2 separate regions of the Gossypium arboreum genome follow, and region 1 is linked to region 2. The links are chromatin contacts, called in public Hi-C maps. All regions are on one chromosome and are shown on one strand. The core of a region is the stretch at or near the end of the contact, and the rest is flanking DNA. Distances in the headings are between cores, read along the strand shown. Region 1 holds the start of LOC108488638 (transcription repressor OFP1-like). Region 2 holds the start of LOC108488556.

Region 1 (4,320 bases), core at 1,592-4,091, 250 kb before region 2:
TGTGTATATATCTACTACTCATAACCCCCCTCCCCCCAATCTTTAAAGTAGAAGATATCACTTGCTTAGGTGTATTTGAACACACACCCTCCAAGTTGTTGTGACATAATAACAATATTGTCAACCAAGTTAAAACTTTGTCGATAACATTGGTATCATTTGATTTAGTGGCACCAACTCAGTTGTAAAAAAATAAGAAAAATAACAATTGGTTTATTAGTGATAAATAAGATTCTTCTAAAAAATAAATAATGTTTTAAGATTATTTTTATTTTTAAAAAAATTATGTAATTTCTTTTGAAGTGTAACAAGTACAAGTACATTACATTTATAAATACAAGTTCGAGTAACCATAGTATCAAACTATCACAAATAAACTATCCGAGTAATCACCAAGTAGAATTAAACTATTATAACACAAAAAGACTAAGTGTTGGAAAATAATTATTGAGTGATGAATGATAATTGTATCTCTTGATTTAATATTGCATTTTCCATACAATTGTACCTTATGAAAAAATGTATCTCTTGGTTTAATACTGAACTTTTTCATTCATTGTCTCTATTTACTCATGTCTATTAATTTTTCAATAAATCTCTTCATTCATTTCCTCTCCTTCAAGTTAGGAGATTTCAAAAATATATCATCAAAACTATCAATATAAAAAAACAATTCCTTCTAAATTCATTTCTCTTGGTAATAGAAAAAGACAAGATTGTGTTCGATTGATCATTATTATTGTGCTACTACTGTGATCGTTTGTTGTTGTATCTTAGGAGACAAACGTCCTATATTACTCAAAGCACCGAAGAGAGGACGAATCTTTCTTAAAGAAATTGTTTATACAGGCCTCGACAAAATTCTTCTTCTAATTTTTAACTTTATCCGATTACAAGTATTTTGTTATGTTACTGCTACTGCATTGTATTGTATTATCATTGTTACTGACATATTAATACTACATACGATATTAAATTTACTTACACTAAGAACTAATACAATTCAAACTAAAGCTAACAAATTGGAAGTAATTAAAATAAAACAATTATATATGATGGGACTTAATGGTAAATTTGAACCCCAGGTATACTAGTGGTGGAAAGTATCAACTCCATAAACGGAGTTGAAATCTTACTATAATAGCTTGTATTTTTACTTAATTTTTTAAAAGTTACTCCTTCCTTTTAAAAATACTATCATTAATTTAAAAGATACCTATATTTTTTACATAAATTTTTCCTTCCACTCAGATTCTGAGTGTTTCTTATTTCCTTTTGTTGGTTCCATTTTGCTCTTAATCTATTGCTAAAAACCCGAAAGCGAATTAAAGTGGGGGCTAAAATGCTTCACTGGATTGACTCAACTTATTTTAGTTCGTGCTTAAATTAAATAATTGAAAACATTCGCTTATTTAAATTTAATTATGAAAATATATTTTAACATAAAAATTATTTTTAAAATATTTTGACATTTTAAATAGTAAAACCAAGTCATGGATCTGTACTCCAAAAAATTTAAACTTTTTAAAATTATTTTAAAATTTTTTATATGTTTTTTTTCTTTTGGAATATATATTAAATATAAGGAACATATAAGTGAAATTTAAAAATTTCATTAGGATGATCACAAATGTATATAGGCTTAAATAATAGTATAAATGATATATATATACTAAAACATTATATATATTGAAACCATGTAAAAATAAATTAAAAATATTAAAAATCCTGTCATATGTGTATGTGTATGAAAATAATAAATTTAAAATATAAATATGTATTTAAAAATACCATACAATAAAGAATAAAATCTATAATTTAAAACTAATTAATTATAAAAACATATGAAATATGTATTATTTTAAAATAAAAAATTTAGATTAAATTATGAGTAAAATAAAATTTGAACACATAAATATATTATGTTAACAATATTAAATGCGCTACAATTATTTATGATGGTATTGTCAGCAATTTGTATATTAATATAAAATGCATAAAACAAGCTTTAATTGAGTGGTAAATTTAAAGTTTTATTAATCCTATAAATGAAGATTCAAATATGCATATTTTTATTTTTTAACAAAAGACTAAATTACTTCTTAATACTATGACCTATTTAATTATGGAAAGATATTTTAATAATTTAATTGACCGAATTGGTAATCCGATTGAAGGTGTTTAATAAATAAGTATAGTAAAAAAAAAAAGAATTAGAGCAACTTAGAGTAAATATGAATGTAAATATGTTGGACAGCTTTATAAACGTAGAGCAGAGGTGGAGAAGGCAATTCTCGTCTGCACCCTCACCCCACTCCCTTCCCATCGTTAACTAGTTTACGTGGCAGTTACTACAGATATGGAGTTTGTGGGGGGGGGTTTCTTCATAACTTACATCGCCACCCTCTCTCTCTCTTCAAGTACAACTGGTGGGGGATTATTTTTCCTTTTTCTTTCACAACACTAATCCCTCAACAACACATGAATTAGGCAAATGAGTAATTGATATTAACAAAGGATAGGGCAAGACTATACTACCACGAATTTGGCAATACTAGATACAGATATTAACACAAGATGATTAAAACATAATGTTTTGGAACATAACACAAACAAATTATTAGTTTGTTACCAACACCAACACCAACACCAACACCAACACCAACACCATCCTATTCTTTTTACAGAAGGGTTAGGGCAAGTAAGCTATTTTTCTTAAGATTTTCATAATGGGTAATTGATTAGAAGACATAAACCAACCACTGATTTTGTAATGGTAGTACGAAAAACATAGATGCTAGGGCCCGTATAAAAAGTTCCTTAAATGAAAAAGTTGGGAAAGAATAAGAAATTAAAGGATGGTAATGATGATACGTCTATAAAAACTTGTTCCCTGTTTGGTGATTAGTGATCATAAACAACAGCCCAAGTCAGTTAATACAATACCCCACTCTTTTTCCTTTGTTCCAACCTTCTTTTTCTCTCTCTCACCCTCCAATCTCCTTCAAATTCATTCTCAGTCCTCCCATCTTTTTCCCATTACAAAGACACAAGTTTGATGGGCAATTACAGGTTTAGGCTATCTGATATGATGCCCAATGCCTGGTTTTACAAGCTTAAAGACATGGGCAAAGGTAGAAACCATGGCAATACTACCGTTACCAATAATCCTTCCAAGAAAAAACAATACCCCATATCTCCCTCTTCATCAAAACTGAAGCAACCCCACCATTTTTATCCTAGAAAATCTTACTACTTCACTAGAGACCTTATCCCCAGTGATGGCTTCTATGTTTCTCATGCAAACACCAATTCTGCAGGTTCTGACCCACCCAGAAAATCTTCTCAGAAACGATCCAGGAAAAGAAATACGGTTGTTTCCTCCGGCTGTCGCTGCCGTGCCACACTCTGGACTAAGCCTGATTCTCCACCGCAATATTCAGCTTCTTCCTCTTCTGACGACAGCTCTTCGCCGCATGAATTCAGGTCTGACTGCATTCTCACTACTCAATCGTTCGATAATATGGTCTCCAGTAGCTGCAAACTCATGAATTCGGAAGCTAAGGATGATGATTGCAAGTGTTTGGTTAAGAAATCCGACAAGCTAGACGAGTTCGACAACTTGTCTCAACTTCAACTCCCTCGGATCATAACCAAGCCGGTTAATATGAAGAAGAGCAACGAAGCAACCAAGTATGGTATGAGTTCAGTTAAATTCGAAGGTGATGAGAACAAGAAAAGCAGTGGTGGTAGGAAATTTGGAGTGAATTCCCCAGGCGTAAGGCTGAGAATAAATTCACCGAAAATCGGAAACCGGAGAATTCAGGGACATGGTCGGAAAAGCATGTCGTCAAGTTCAAGCGGCAGCTCAAGGAGGAGTTTGTCGGATAGTCTGGCGGTGGTGAAATCGTCGTTTGATCCTCAGAGAGACTTCAGGGAGTCGATGGTGGAAATGATCATAGAAAACAACATCAGGGCATCCAAGGATTTGGAAGATTTGCTTGCCTGTTATCTCTCTCTCAATTCTGATCAATATCATCATCTCATCATCAAGGTTTTCAAGCAAATCTGGTTTGATATGAACGATGTCCGCTTGAAATAATTTTCTCCTTAACATAATATGTATATTTTCTCCTTCAATCCTCTTCACTTTCTTGTCATTTACTACTACTTTTTTACCAATCAAATTATACGTAAAATTACAGTTGAATAGAAGTAAGAAATTCAATAGGTTGGATTTTTTTTGGGTTGCTCTGTTTTACTCTGTCATTATTTGTCTGACCTATTGAAACTTGGGATCATTTCTTTTACAAAAAGGGA
Region 2 (4,637 bases), core at 1,632-4,131:
AACACTTAAGCTCCATGGAGAAAGAGCATTTGGATCCACTCACTTCTGGTGAATAAATAATTCGCCCCCGTACACATTTGAATTCTCCCATGCTCCATTCCTATTGCCAGAAAAAGGAAAATAAGATTGTTAAAAGTGTATGTTTCAGTCTTTGATTTCACTTTTTTTTGGCTCATGAGATATAGAAAATTGCATGACATGTACTTTTTATTTCATCATGTAATGGGCAACTTCCTTTATTTTGCACACCCACAATATATAATTAGGTTAGTTTTATGCATAATTGTTCTTTTTTCTTCATCCTTTTTTGGGTAAAACATATATGTATTTGTATTCATTTGGGTAAAATAAATATACAACTTCAGTTGTTATTGAGCAAATCAAAGATTTTCCCTTTTCTGAATTTTATTTTGGTATAAGCAAGCAATTACATTACAATGGAAAAGGGAATAAGTTCACAAATACAGAGATTAAACCCTGGACCTGATGCCAATCAGCTTAAAACCCAAGCAAGTTTTGCCAATAACCCAGTGACACGGTTGACTAACCATGTCACAGTTGGTGTCAGGAAGAATAACCAAGCTATAGTGGTTTTTTCTATGATTTAAAGAGTCCTTTTACTACCTTATCTAAAAGACAATAAAGGGTACTAATTAATTAGATGTGCTTTTTACTACTGACCATTTTATGAAAGATTTAACTATATTCTTTGATTATAACATAAATAACGAAGGCAAATGCAACGCGAACCCTGAGTTGAAGTTAAAAAAAGGGAAAGAGAAGAGACTTGCCTCGAGTTGATGTCCAAAGGTGAGAATAAGGGTGTCAGGAGCAACATCAAAAGTTAAAAGTCGAGGCCCAGTTTTGAGAGAAAATTGGCAGTGCTTGGTTGGAAGGTGGAGGCTTAATGTATAATCACAACAATGGCCGTCTTCTTCTTCGTTTACGTTTGGATCTTGGTCAGCCAACTTATCCTCATTACTATTATTATTGTACTTGTATATGCTCACAACTGACTCTCCTCTTCGAAATCCCTTCCTGCCTGCCTGCCTTGCATTTTCTACCAATATCTTCCCCAATTCTTCCGCTACATCCTCCAGTTTACTTGCTACTTTCTCTACTTTTTCACTATTTCAAACCAAACAACCCACTTTTCACCATATTTACATACATACAGTAATACTATATCAACTTACATTGCTATAATGTATATCTATTTTCACACATTTTTATCTTTATCAATATTTAACAATTCCACTTCTAAATCAAATAATTTAGTCATGTTCTCATGCATGTAAGGTTTCGAAGTAAAATTTATATAAAGTAAATGAATTATTCCATGGAAGATCAATTTTCATAATGGCCAACAAGCTACTGGTCTAGTGTTGTATGTGAGGATTCAAGTGTTAGCAGGCTATCTAGGGTTCTTTCCTTATGAAACACCCTCCCTATCCCTTAGGTTTTTTTTGTACTGCATGTAAATTTTTTTACATAAAATTAATGAATGATTCCATAGAAGATCAACTCTCATAATTGTGACATTTTCCCTATTATTTGGCTTATTTTGATGCTTTATAAACCAAAGAAAAAACACTTAATCAATATATATAGATAATAAGCATATCAAATTAGTTTAAATTAGATACAGATAAATCTAAAATTTACACCAAAACTTGGATTTTATACATGCAATTCAAATTTCATTTACCTACTACATCTACATGTCATCATTTTATATGTTTATAACAGACACAACTATTTATATTTACCTAACATAAACACTTATAGATTTATCTGGCTTCTTTTTTTAAAAAAAGGTATCAATGTTTTCGAAGGCTAAATTTTTATAATAATGCTTCATCTTGTTTTAAAATAAAATTTTAATGTACAAAATAAAAACATTTAGTCATAATTGTATTTCAATTCACGTAAGTGTTTAATATGCATACTAATCATGTATAAACGTGCATGCACATTACACAGTAAGCTATAATTTTGAAATATATCTCAATTATATATATACACAAGTGATCCAGTATATTGTTAAACTGGAGGGTTAACAAAATTATTATTTTACGTAAATTTTAATTTTAACCTCTGGCCCAAGCTAAAAGAGTATAAAAATAGGCACACAAAAATCAAAATTAGGTGGTGAATAGGGCCCAAAAAGCCCAGGGAATTTAAAGAAATTTACTCATGTTTCTGTGGAAGGTGGCGGGAGGGACGGTTAGAATACCTGAAGCTGTGATACAAGTGAACGCCGATATATTGGCGAGCCCACTCCATCCTCTCGTTTTTGCAATCAACCCACACAATCTCCTCCCTCTTTCCCGCCGAATTCCTCCTGTATCCCGTATCTCTCTCTTCCAACACCCCGAACACTCTCGCCGCCTCTTTCACCGTCGCCCTTACCTCCTCCCCCGCATCGATCCCATGCAGCCCTATCGCCACCACTCCATACTTCCGTGCAGATCGTATAAACCGCTCCACCGACCCCACCTCCCTTAAACCAAGGGATTGGAAATCGACCTTATCGGGTAGGCCGTGGTGGCGGAGTGTCTGGCACTCGGGTAGCGTTAGGTCGGGGATCTGTAACGACTTCTCGAGAAAGTCGGTTAAGATCTCGTTGGCAGCGGATCGTGAGCCGGTGGCGGTTGGGATGGGTGATGGAGGTGGGGCCTTGATGCTAAGCTTGCTCATAGAGCGCATTACAGGTACAGCCATGGAGTCGTACAGTAAGAAAGAAAGGAGAAAGGAGGGTTCGGTTGAGAGGGGTATTAAAAAAGGAGGAGTAGACTAAGTCATTTGGGTGTCCAGTGGAAGTGGAGGTCCACTCCACTTGATCATCTTCCTTTCGCTTTGCTTTCTCTTCTTCTCTTTTGTCCTATCGCCACCTGTAACTCTTTGACTTCAAACCCTGGATCCAAATGCACTAGATTTCGCCACGTCGTTCATTAAAAAGGCCTTACCTGGGCCCCAATATTAGTTGGGACTTGTAATCTGTGTTCTTTCCGAATTTTAAAAATAAACTAAAATGGCTATTTATAATAAAAAAGGACAACAAATTGTTGAATGGATTTATAAACCAGAAAAAGGTAAAGCAAGAATTCCTTTTCCAGTAATAAAAATTAAAAGTAAGTCTATTTCCTAAGCAATTTTAAAAATTAATAAGTACTTTTTAAAATATTTTTATTTTAATATTTTATTATATTTTAATAGGGTACTTGTCAAACCTTATTTATACTAAAAACTTCACTAATAATTTGCGAAATAGATTTTCAAAATTTACATGTTAAACAATTACAAAGAAATTCTTAATTGGTTTTCTTTGTATGATTAATATTTTAATGGTTCCATCCTCATATTACAATTATATAGATCATGTATGTTATATTTGATGGAAATTAAATTTTTTAATTATTTTTATATTAAAAATTTTCAATCATTCAATAAATATTAATATATATACTTTTTAATATCGATATGATAGAGATATCAAATCGATTCAATTTTTTGCATATAGTATAAGCACAATTATATCAATAAATTTAACGGTTAGATCTTTAACATTTTTCAATCTCTCCCCTATAATCTTTTATGTGTTAGTTGCACTAAGCACCCCTAAACTATGACTATCATTTTAAATCGGTTCACAAACTTCAAAATATTCTAATTATATCTCAAACTTAAAAGTTATATCAACCAAGTCTTTTCTTTATTAAAAATATTAAATGACACGTCAAATCTTATGTAGCTAACTTTGAAATAAAAACTTTTCAAAAAAAGATGTTGCAATATTACTTTTAAAAGTAAAAATTAAAAATAAAATTAAAAACTTAAAATAAAATAAATCTAAAAAGAAGAGATTGGACGATTAAACATACGAAAAAGCTTTGAAAACATTAAAAATTAAGATTTTTCAACATCCATTTTAATAATATGATTTTTCTTCTTAAAATTTTCATTTTTGTTTATACCGTATAAGATTTGAGGTATCATTTGACATTAAATTAACGATTTTAATATCAAAAGGACTAGATTAATATAACATATATAATTTACAGATGTAATGAGAATTATTTAAAGTTTAAGACTAATTTAAAATAAAGGTCATAGTGTAAAGACGTTTGGTGCAATTAATCTTTTTAATTTATAATTTAATTAGTCAAAATTCAAAAGAAAGACGAAAAGGTAGAGCTTTCTCTTTCATAAATTTCTTTTGGTCAAATAAATGAAAAGTATTATGAATAAAGCTAATTGGTTTTAGAAATGAAGGTGATTATGAATACCCTTATTTTTATTATTGATTAGTATGGTCCTCCGCTTATTTCGTGTTAGATCGATTTTTGCTTGTATCTGATTATAAAGTAAAAGTTGAATATTAAAATATACTTTAAGTATATATATATTTCGTACATTTAAAATATAGTTTATTTATATTTATTTTAGGAATTTAATCCTTACATTTATCGGATTTAAAATTATTACCACTCTTAAATTTCTTCTATTAAAATCTTTAGTGTGACATTTTAAAATTTAAAAAAATCAATTGGTAATCATGTAATAATAAAAATAACGTTAAAATACTTATTAAGATTTTTTCTTAAAACACCTATTTGAACTCTTCATGATAAAAA

The links. Hi-C and Micro-C count contacts between places; a contact is called where the count stands out from the background.
Region 1: a Hi-C map of leaf shows a contact between it and region 2, with 2.2 times the contacts expected there. The contact joins the promoter of LOC108488638 here to the promoter of LOC108488556 in region 2. A contact is called at or near these places in 2 of 5 Hi-C or Micro-C datasets (both in leaf).

The regions. Positions count from the first base shown.
Region 1 is chr10:31,031,839-31,036,158 of ASM2569848v2, reverse strand. It overlaps LOC108488638 (transcription repressor OFP1-like), which reads left to right and starts at 2,841. Exons shown (of 1, transcript XM_017792930.2): 1 at 2,841-4,223. The coding sequence starts at 3,059. The coding sequence ends at 4,102.
Region 2 is chr10:30,781,867-30,786,503 of ASM2569848v2, reverse strand. It overlaps LOC108488556, which reads right to left and starts at 2,881. Exons shown (of 3, transcript XM_017792841.2): 1 at 2,237-2,881; 2 at 792-1,128; 3 at 1-100. The coding sequence starts at 2,724.